2 separate regions of the Mus musculus genome follow, and region 2 is linked to region 1. The links are chromatin contacts, called in public targeted proximity ligation maps. All regions are on one chromosome and are shown on one strand. The core of a region is the stretch at or near the end of the contact, and the rest is flanking DNA. Distances in the headings are between cores, read along the strand shown.

The links.
Region 2: a contact with region 1 is called in a targeted proximity ligation map of fibro-adipogenic progenitors, with 2.1 times the contacts expected there. A contact is called at or near these places in 1 of 484 Hi-C or Micro-C datasets (uterus) and 1 of 130 datasets of targeted methods (fibro-adipogenic progenitors).

Annotation. Positions count from the first base shown.
Region 1 is chr19:21,818,105-21,822,629 of GRCm38.p6, reverse strand. The region is part of intron 12 of Cemip2 (cell migration inducing hyaluronidase 2); the gene reads right to left. Among named protein-coding and RNA genes, the nearest start is that of Cemip2, 42 kb to the right of the region's middle.
Region 2 is chr19:21,989,243-21,993,767 of GRCm38.p6, reverse strand. No RefSeq gene overlaps it. Among named protein-coding and RNA genes, the nearest start is that of Cemip2, 210 kb to the right of the region's middle.

The DNA of each region.
Region 1 (4,525 bases), core at 1,035-3,534:
ATATAAATTCACTATGAAAATTAACCATATATTTCAACATAAATCTATACGAATTATGTTGTTGAATTATATGCTGTTTCGATGTTTTTAGCTAGAGAGACGAATCTAAGTTCAGTAGATAGCTTGGAAATGCCTAAACCTGAAAAGACTAACTAAATTATTTATTACAAAGACAGAATTTCTCACATTCTTCATTTAACATTTATAAGGACCTTGGTGAAAAAGTAAAAAACTGGTCACATGATAACTCGACCCCACAAAGACAGGAGAAAAGATAAAGAGCCAAATTTTTAAAAATGATAACTAAGAGTTTCAAAAATCAATTCATTGCACTGAGTTTTTCAATAACACATTAAGGATCCTTTGTACGATGCTGTGAGCCCAGTGCTCAAACTAGCCGCCATGAGAGAAGTATCTTTGTAAAATGAGAACCCAGCCCGGGGGGCCTCAGGCCTGTGAGCTGCACATTCTATATCAAGCACTACACTCTGTACCAAGCAAGTCACTGGAGAACAAGAAGTGAGGTGAGAAGGAGGGAAATGGAACAGGTCCAAGGCACACACATGCCCCTTGGCTCAATAAGCATGGGAGGTCAGCAAAAGCAGGAAACCGTGTGATCCGATCTCCGCTATCCACCAACCTCCCACCCCTCCCAGCATATCCCAGGATGACATTTGCTGAATGGACTAGAAGGGAGGCTCCTTGTGGGTTTCTGATAGATGCTGATGGCACAGACTGGAATGGGAGCATCAGGGATGAAGAGGATGATGTCTACCCAAGCCCAGTGCCCTAACTAGCTCAGACTGAAGAGGTAAAAAGCCTTGCACAAAGTTGTTACAGCAAGTCAAACAAGGAGAGCCACGGGAAGGAGCTCTGTAATGTTCTAAATTAGCGGGATCCCCAACCTTCCTTCTGCTGCGGCATTTTAATGCAGTTCCTCATGTTGTGCTGACCCACAACCATAAAATTATTTCACTGCTACTTCACAACTGTAATTTTGTTACTGTTATAAATTTTAATGTAAATATCTGATATGTAGAGTATCAGCTATGTGACCCCCACCTCACCAAAGGGGTCATGACCCACAGGCTGAGAACCACTACTCTAAATAAAGACACACAGATATTATAATGCAACATGTGACCCCCTGCTGCAGCCCCCTCATCTCTTCTGAGCATCTCTATATAGCCCAATGACTGATCATTTACACCAAAGCTGGGTCCTCAATTTCAGCTTTTTCACTGGTATTTAGAAAATGCAGTTAGGGGCTAGCAAGATGGCTCAGTGGTTAAAAGCACTGTCTATTCTTCCAGAGGACCTGGGTTCAATTCCCAACCCCCACATGATGGCTCACAACCATCTATAACTCCAGTTCAAGGGGATCTGATAACCTCTTTTGGGTTATGAAGGTGGTACACTAACACACATATAGACAAAACATCATGATGGTTAATTTCTTTAAGATTTATTTTATTTTTATTTAAGTGTATGTGTGGTCCTGTGTCTCTGTGTATATATATACACAAAACAAGTGCCCATAGAGGCTAGATGCTGGAGGTACAGGTGGTTGTGAGCCACCCAACCTAGGCTGTGAACAAAACTCCTGTCCTCCGAGAGCTGCAAGCGCTCCTAATGGTTAAGCCATCTCTCCAGTCTCTCGGTTGTTAATACTGCTGACAACTTAGTGGGATTTAAATCACTATAGAGAGACATCCCTAGGCATGTCTGTGAGGAAATTTCCAGACTGGGTAAACTGAGGTAGGATGGCCCACCCTAAATGCAAGTGGCACCAGTCTGTGAAAGAGTCAGCCAACACCAGTGTTCCTCTCCCTCTGACTGATAACTGTGGATTCTCTGTGCTCAGCTGCCTCACAACCTGGCCACTCACTGAGCCTTCCTTCCCTGCCGTGATATCCCTTCTCAAAGTATAAACAAAAAAAAAAACCCTCCCCCCTCTCCAGTTGCTTCCTGTAAAATATTTGGTCATAGCAATGACAAAAATAACTAATACAATCACCTCCCCTGATTTGAATGTACTAATTAGTTATAATGCACTGATTGGCTACCATGCCTCACCCTACCCCTTTTAAAAACTTCTTTATGAAATTCCCCAACTTCTAATGAAGTTTCCCAATCTTCAAATTCCCACTGTTTCCCATCTTGAGGACTCTGATAATTGGTGAGTCAGCTTCCTCTCTGAGGAACGGGATGAGTGTATCTGCTAGATCCCAGGAGCCCGGTGTTCAGCTCACAGCCTGATTTATTTATTACTCATTTGTGTCCTGTCATTTTTACTCATGTCTGGGTTGCATGAACACACGTGGACATAGTCTGCACACTGCTCCACACATACATACAGCTGCCAACTATCTAGTCATTCCCCTTCTATAATTAGCTCTGAGGTTACAGCTTACTAATGGAGTCTAGTTCCTTAGTATGTCTGCATTTGAAAACTGGTAAGAGAACTCAGAGTATGAAGGAATAATTACCATTTTCATAATACGTACAGGTTTATCTAGTAACAAACTTCTGAAGCCATAATGAGGAGTCCAGTTACAATGTCCACAGCCTCTTAATATACTTATTCCTCCATCCATGTACATACTATATACAAACATATAAAGTACATAGCGTGGCCTTTGCATACATGCATACAAACATGAGGGAACAAACATGTGTGGAGGCAGGATGCTCCTGTCAGCTGGTTTCCTCACTCACGACTCACATTAGTTTCATGACAGGGTCTCTCAGTGGACCCGGTGCTGCATGATTCAGCTGGACTCTGTTCAGCAATCCCAGGACTCCCCTTACCTCTCCTGGCACCTCGCCTGCCTTGTAGGGAGGTTGCACTGACATCTCACACTTGTGACGCAAGCCCTGAGCCAGCTCAGCCAGCAGGCTTAGATAAGTTCTTTCAAGGCAGAAAAAGAAGCCAACTGTTTAACAGTTTTTCTGGCACGAACTCATTGAAACTACCAACTATAAAAAACCTTTTTAAAAGCAGGTGTGACCAGATTTGGTAGCTCCTTCCAGTAATCCCAACACTTGGATGCAGAGGCAGGCAGGCCCTGTGAGTTCTAGACCAGACTGAATTCCATCTTGAGTCTAGTCTCATAACAAACATAATAAAAAATACACGGGCAACTTTCCAATAGCAACTTTGTAGGGGTTTTTTTTGTTTGTTTGTTTGTTTGTTTTTTTTGGCGGGGAGGGCGGGGAGATTAGGCCAATATGCTAATTTTATTTAGTGCTAACTTGATATACTTGATATAAAGTAGAGTCAACTAGAAACAAGTAACCTCAACTGAGAAATTTTCTAGATCAGACTAGTCCATTGGCTTGTCTGTGGGGCATGTTCTTGATTGCTAAATGAAACAGGAGGGCCCAGCCTACTGTGGGTAGCACTATCCCTAGGCAGGTAGAAAGCAAGGGAGAGATCCAGTAAGCAATAGCATCCCCACAGGGTCTCTGCATCAGAATCCTGCTGTGAGCCCCTGCCACTGCCTCCCTCAGTTAGGATGTAGCCTGTGAGTTGAAATAGGCCCTCTCCTCCCCAAGTTGCTTTTTATTACATGGCGTTTTTCATCACAGCAACAGGAAGCAAAGTAGGACATCCAATATTCTTGCTTCATAATTTTATTCTCATCTAAGTGGTCCTCCTTAAGTTTTGGCCCATTTTTTTGGCATCCCAGGTTCATCACCTTGGGGCCTTAAATGTTCCCTGATCACTGCTCACTGCTCTCGAAGGTTTCATGCTTAACTTGACCTTCGGGGTCCTGTGCACAATTCACTATGTGGGCTTTGTCCGGCTTCTCCTAACCTCATCTCTCAACAGTGTAAGGCGAGTCCTGCCTTGCACATTAGATCCGATCCAGCCACCTTTAGTCTGGCTCCTGCTTTATTCCCTTAACAACTGGGCCGGTCATGTGTCTTTCCTACATCTAGCAAAAGCCTTTGCAATGTATCTCCTTTCAACTTCATGATCCAGTCAATAAACGTGAAGTACAGAAAAACAGTATGTTCCTGGTTGCTACTGAGTGTGACTTCAGGTTGCAACATTGACCAGAACACTTTCTATGCACCTGAGATGCTTTGTGTACTTTGGCTGAGAAAGAGAGAGAGAAAGAGAGAGCGCCGTAACACTGGCCCACATTCCAAACACGTTATGTGGTTACATGGGAGAGTAACCCAGCCCGCCAGGAGGTTAACCTGAGGCTACCAAGGAGAACTAGAGCCAGCTTAATCTGGGATCATTCCCTTGAAACAAAACCCAGTGCTCTACCACATCTGCGCGTTCACTGTAATTCTATACGCTTAGGTTTCGGGGAATGACTTGTTTTTCAGGGAGTGAGTCTTTGTTCTCAAATCTGAAACCGTTGTTACCCTTTCTCTTTCTGTTTCTCTCTGTAACTCGCTCTCACAACCATCTCCACTGTGAAAGAGGAACAAGGAAGCCATCAACTTCCTCGGCATTTCAGAAAGATAAATGCCTTTATGTGAGCTTACAAAACTTCATCTACATATG
Region 2 (4,525 bases), core at 1,493-3,992, 170 kb before region 1:
AAACTCCTGACCAGATCTCACCAATAAAGCAGGAGAATTGCCCCTTCTCCTCTCCTCTGTACTCCCTCTGGAAATTGCCAGGTAAAATTGTGATTAAGCCAATGGCCTGGTGGTGATTTGAGACCTCCAAGTTGGCAGAACCTGAGTCCTGGCTATTCCAACTCTCTCCCCCTCATGTTGTCATTCTCCCAACACTGGATATGTTCATGCTCATTCTCCTTTCTTCTCATACTTTTGTTCAAAAATGGAGTCAAGAAAGGCTTCTGAAAATCATTCATACTTTAAGATAAATTATCTCAACAGCAAAAGATTTCATAACCATGGGATCAGAATATAAACTTAAAATAATGAGGTTATTGTGAGAATTCAAAGCATTCAAAAATGGATGTCTAACAGAGGCAGAAGGTTAGGACTAACATCACCTCAATGATGAGGGCCCAACACACACTTCCAGAGGACCCTGGGTCAGTTCTTGTCAGATACAGATATGAGGCATCAGTGGGGCTTAAGGATTAGGGTTTTTTTTTTTAATCTAAAATTTATTCTAAACCTCATTAATACTTACTGAGCTGTGAAAAGTAATAGGTGCTTCAAGATTATCTAGAGGAGGAAGAGAGAGGAGGAGGAAGAAGAAAAGAAAACTGGAGAGACAGGAAACAAAAAAGTAAGAGAGATCAAGAGAGAGAGAGAAGAAACCATCCAAAGTACAAAATTATTAACTTTTCCCAGAAAGAAATCTACAAAAATGGAAACTATGATAAAGGACCTCTACTAATGGACTCCTTCATTTTCAAATCTGGCAAATGAAAACAAGTAAAAAGGGATGGGGAACATGCAATGGTTATAAAACAAGGCTGTAGATCACAGATGATCACAGATGGCCATGGTACCCACTAGAAGCAGAAAGTCTCAAGTAGCCTCATGTGACTTAGAGGGCCAAAGGAGGCTCGAGACTCACAGTCAGCGGGGTCAACGACAATCTCCACTCCAGGCTCACAGTCACTCAGGGATCGACATTAGCTCACAGTTTGGGAATGTATATGACAGGTTTTGCTTCCCAAGGAGGAAGAATTAAGTGGATATATTTTCAATTCCGATTATCTAAATTCTGCGTCGTCCAGTGGCTCCACTGGAGAGCCAGGCAGGGAAGCCAGAAGCTGTTGAGTCAGCATGGAGGGAGGGCACTACTTCCGCGAGACCCCAGCTGGAGACTTCCTGTAGAACACTGACAAAGAGAGGAGGAGGTAGACACAGTATGTTTCATTCTCCCCCCCCCCCCCCCCTGCTCAAGCTGTTGATTCTTAGATGACCCTGGAGGCTACACTGACAAAGAGTGCTGAAAATAAAGGAACTATTTTTCTTTCCATAACTTTCTTTATTCACGTTACATCCCAATCATAGCTCCCCTCCCACTTCTCCTCCCATTCCACCCTTACAAATCCCTCCCCTCTTACCTCTTCCTTGGGTACCACCCCACCCTGAGACGTCTAGTCCAAGGAGGACTAAGCTCTTCCTCTTCCACTGAGGCCCAACCGGCCGTCCAGGAAGGGGAAGGGGATTCAATGGCAGGCAACAGAATCAGAGACAGCCCCAGCTCAAATTGTTAGGGGATCCACATGAAGACCAAGCTGCACATGTGCTACAAGTGGAGGGAAGCTAGGTCCAGCCTCTACATGCTCTTTGATTAGTGGTTCAGCCTCTGTGAGCCCCCAGTAAAGGAACGTTTTTCACTGCCCCTCTAAGAAGTTTTAAGGACCTGATCTTTTTCTCTCTGTATATAAAGAGACCTTGCCAAAACAAGTAAACATGATATCATTTAAATAATTTTTAAGATTCTACATAATACATAAAAAATGCATACACATAATTGGGTTTGTGAGTGGAGAGTAATAGTCCTTGGAGAGCAAACATAAAGATGTATGAGCGATAAAAGGCAATGAAATGGAACTTTCTGCAGACAATCTTCCAACTTGATCTAGTGCAACCCTACAGCCACCCAGGCTCCAACACTCTTCAATGGCCTGGTTGGGTTTTGGGTTTTTTTTTTTTTTTTGTCAAAAGAAATAGATTTAGGGCTCAGAACTAGACTAGAGACCATCTGCTAGTTTCAATGACTAAAAGTGACCTGATAAATAAAGGGAAAGTGTGTCATGATTGAGCCCAAAGAAGAATCTCCCTTGAGGAAATTCTGTGTCAGATTTGCTTAGTAACACAGCCAAAGAGAAGATCCAAAAAAGGCAGGCTATAATTAGCAAATAAAGTAAAGAAAAATCTCATCATTTGGACTTGAAAACTCACTATGTGTTATTTAGCACACTAATATGTTGCCAAAAGCAGTCAGGCAATGGAAAACATTAAGTCATTTTTTTTTAATGACTTGTATCTTCTTCGTTTCCAACTTATTTAAATTTAGGACAAATGACATGATCAACCTCCTCCGAGCCAACTTTGAGCGTTGGGGTTTTTTTCCTAGAGTATGATTTTCTAAGAACTAAAACCCTTATAAATGTAACAGGCTTTTCTAACCAAATAAAGTTGCCAGTTGGTTCTGAGCCCATGGCTCTGACCAGGGAGTTCTGCAAACTTTGTGTAGAGCCAAATACATAATTCTAAACTTTCACAATATGTGCTGACAGAGGAAAGAAAGAATTTTATTCTGGTTGAGTCAGTTATACAGTGGAGCCCAAGGCTTGTGGAAGAACGTTGCTTGGATTGAGTCACTTAGGTCCTAACTTCGTAAGACAGGGATCAAAGTCTAACTGTTCAGGGCATAGGAGTTGCCATACCATTGAGCAAAACGAACAAAGCTAGTCAGCCATGAAACTGGCAATGGAATGGAGACTCTTGACTTTAATTCTGAAGTTGTATTTGACGCGGTCCTATTCCAGTTTTGCTAAATATCACCACCCAGTAATATCATCTGAAAATGCCTGGAAGCCCTCCAGTCGAGGTACACTGCTTCACTGATTTCTTTTTGGAAATGCTAACAGGGTTTAGTCACCTAGGCTGCAGGAGAGGAGCGAAAGTGGAAAATACCTGAAGTTTTGTTATGTAACTGTAAGCCAGGCTTAACTTCCTATGTCTCAGCCAACTTAATATTAAAAGCAGTTTTTCTTTTTTCTGAGCATATGGCTTAAGGGAGAGTGGCGATTTCAAATGAAGTAGCATTAAGAGAGAACCAGGTGGCAAAGTGGTGCCGTGCCTCCGTGGCAAAATAAAAACAGACAGATGAGTCCTTGAAAATGTGCAGTCCATGCGTTTGCATTAAATATGCTTAGAATCCATCCTATGACAGCAGTAGCCCACTCCTTGCTTTCAGAGAGCGCAGAGGATGATGGGAGTGGTCAGCAATGACAGTGCTCTGTGTGTAGAATGCTAAAGGAAGTCCAGGATGGTTCTTGAGCACAAATGAGCAACTAAGCCTGAACTTCAACAACCAGAGAAAGCTTTCTAGATAGGGTGGGAGCTCAAATAAGGAATAGAGCTAACAGAATGTTCCCGGCTGTAGAGAAGACAGTGACGGTGGGCTAGGTAATTGGTTGCAGTTGGTTATTTCTCTCAATCACTAATTGCACACGTAAGTATTGAGTGTACACTAGACTTCAGACACACAGTAAAAGGAATTCCCTTATTTTATTACACTCACAACAGCAGTTGTACCAATGATAACATTTAAAACAGCATACGTCTCATGTTTATTAATTCTGTCATTTATCCAACAAACACTAGACAGGATGCCTTAAGAATTAACCAAGAAGCACTAGACAGGATGTCTAGGAAAAGAGCTAAAATTTAAAATTCAAATGTTTACTTGACTCGCTAACATGAATGAGAATCAAAATCAGGCAATGTTTGGGCCCATAATTTATTTTAATTTCATGGGTAAAATCATACTTATTTTTATTCCACTCCTTTGTGCTATAAAAAAATGTGCTTGTGTGCTAGTGTGTGTGTGTGTGTGTGTGTGTGTGTGTGTGTGTGGGTGTGTGTGTGTGTGATACAGTGTAATATGTGAGCATTCATGTGTACATATAAGTGTGCACACATATATGTCCATGCATGTAGAGACCAGGTGTCAGGTGTCTCCCACCCTTATTCCTTAACAATGAATCTCTCACTGAACCTGGAATTGCCTGATTGGCTGGGCTGGCTGGCTGGCTGGCTGGCTGGTTAGTTCTATGGATCCACCTTTTCTCTGCTACCCCATCGCTACAGATTCATGTAGCCATGCCAAGCTGTTTTTATATAGGTACTGTGGGTCTGAACTTGGGTCCTCCTACTTGTACAACAGGCAGTTTATAAGCTTGAGCCATCTTCCTAGCCCCAGTGCATGATGATTAAAAAATGTACTTACAGGGCTATAGAGATGGCTCAGACATTAAAAGCACATACTACTCTTGCAGACAACCCAAATTTAATTCCAAGAACCCACATCAGACTGGTCACAACAATCTGTAACTGCAGCCCAGGGGCTCCACGACCCTCTTCTGACCTCAGTGGGTATATGCACTCACAGACACACATC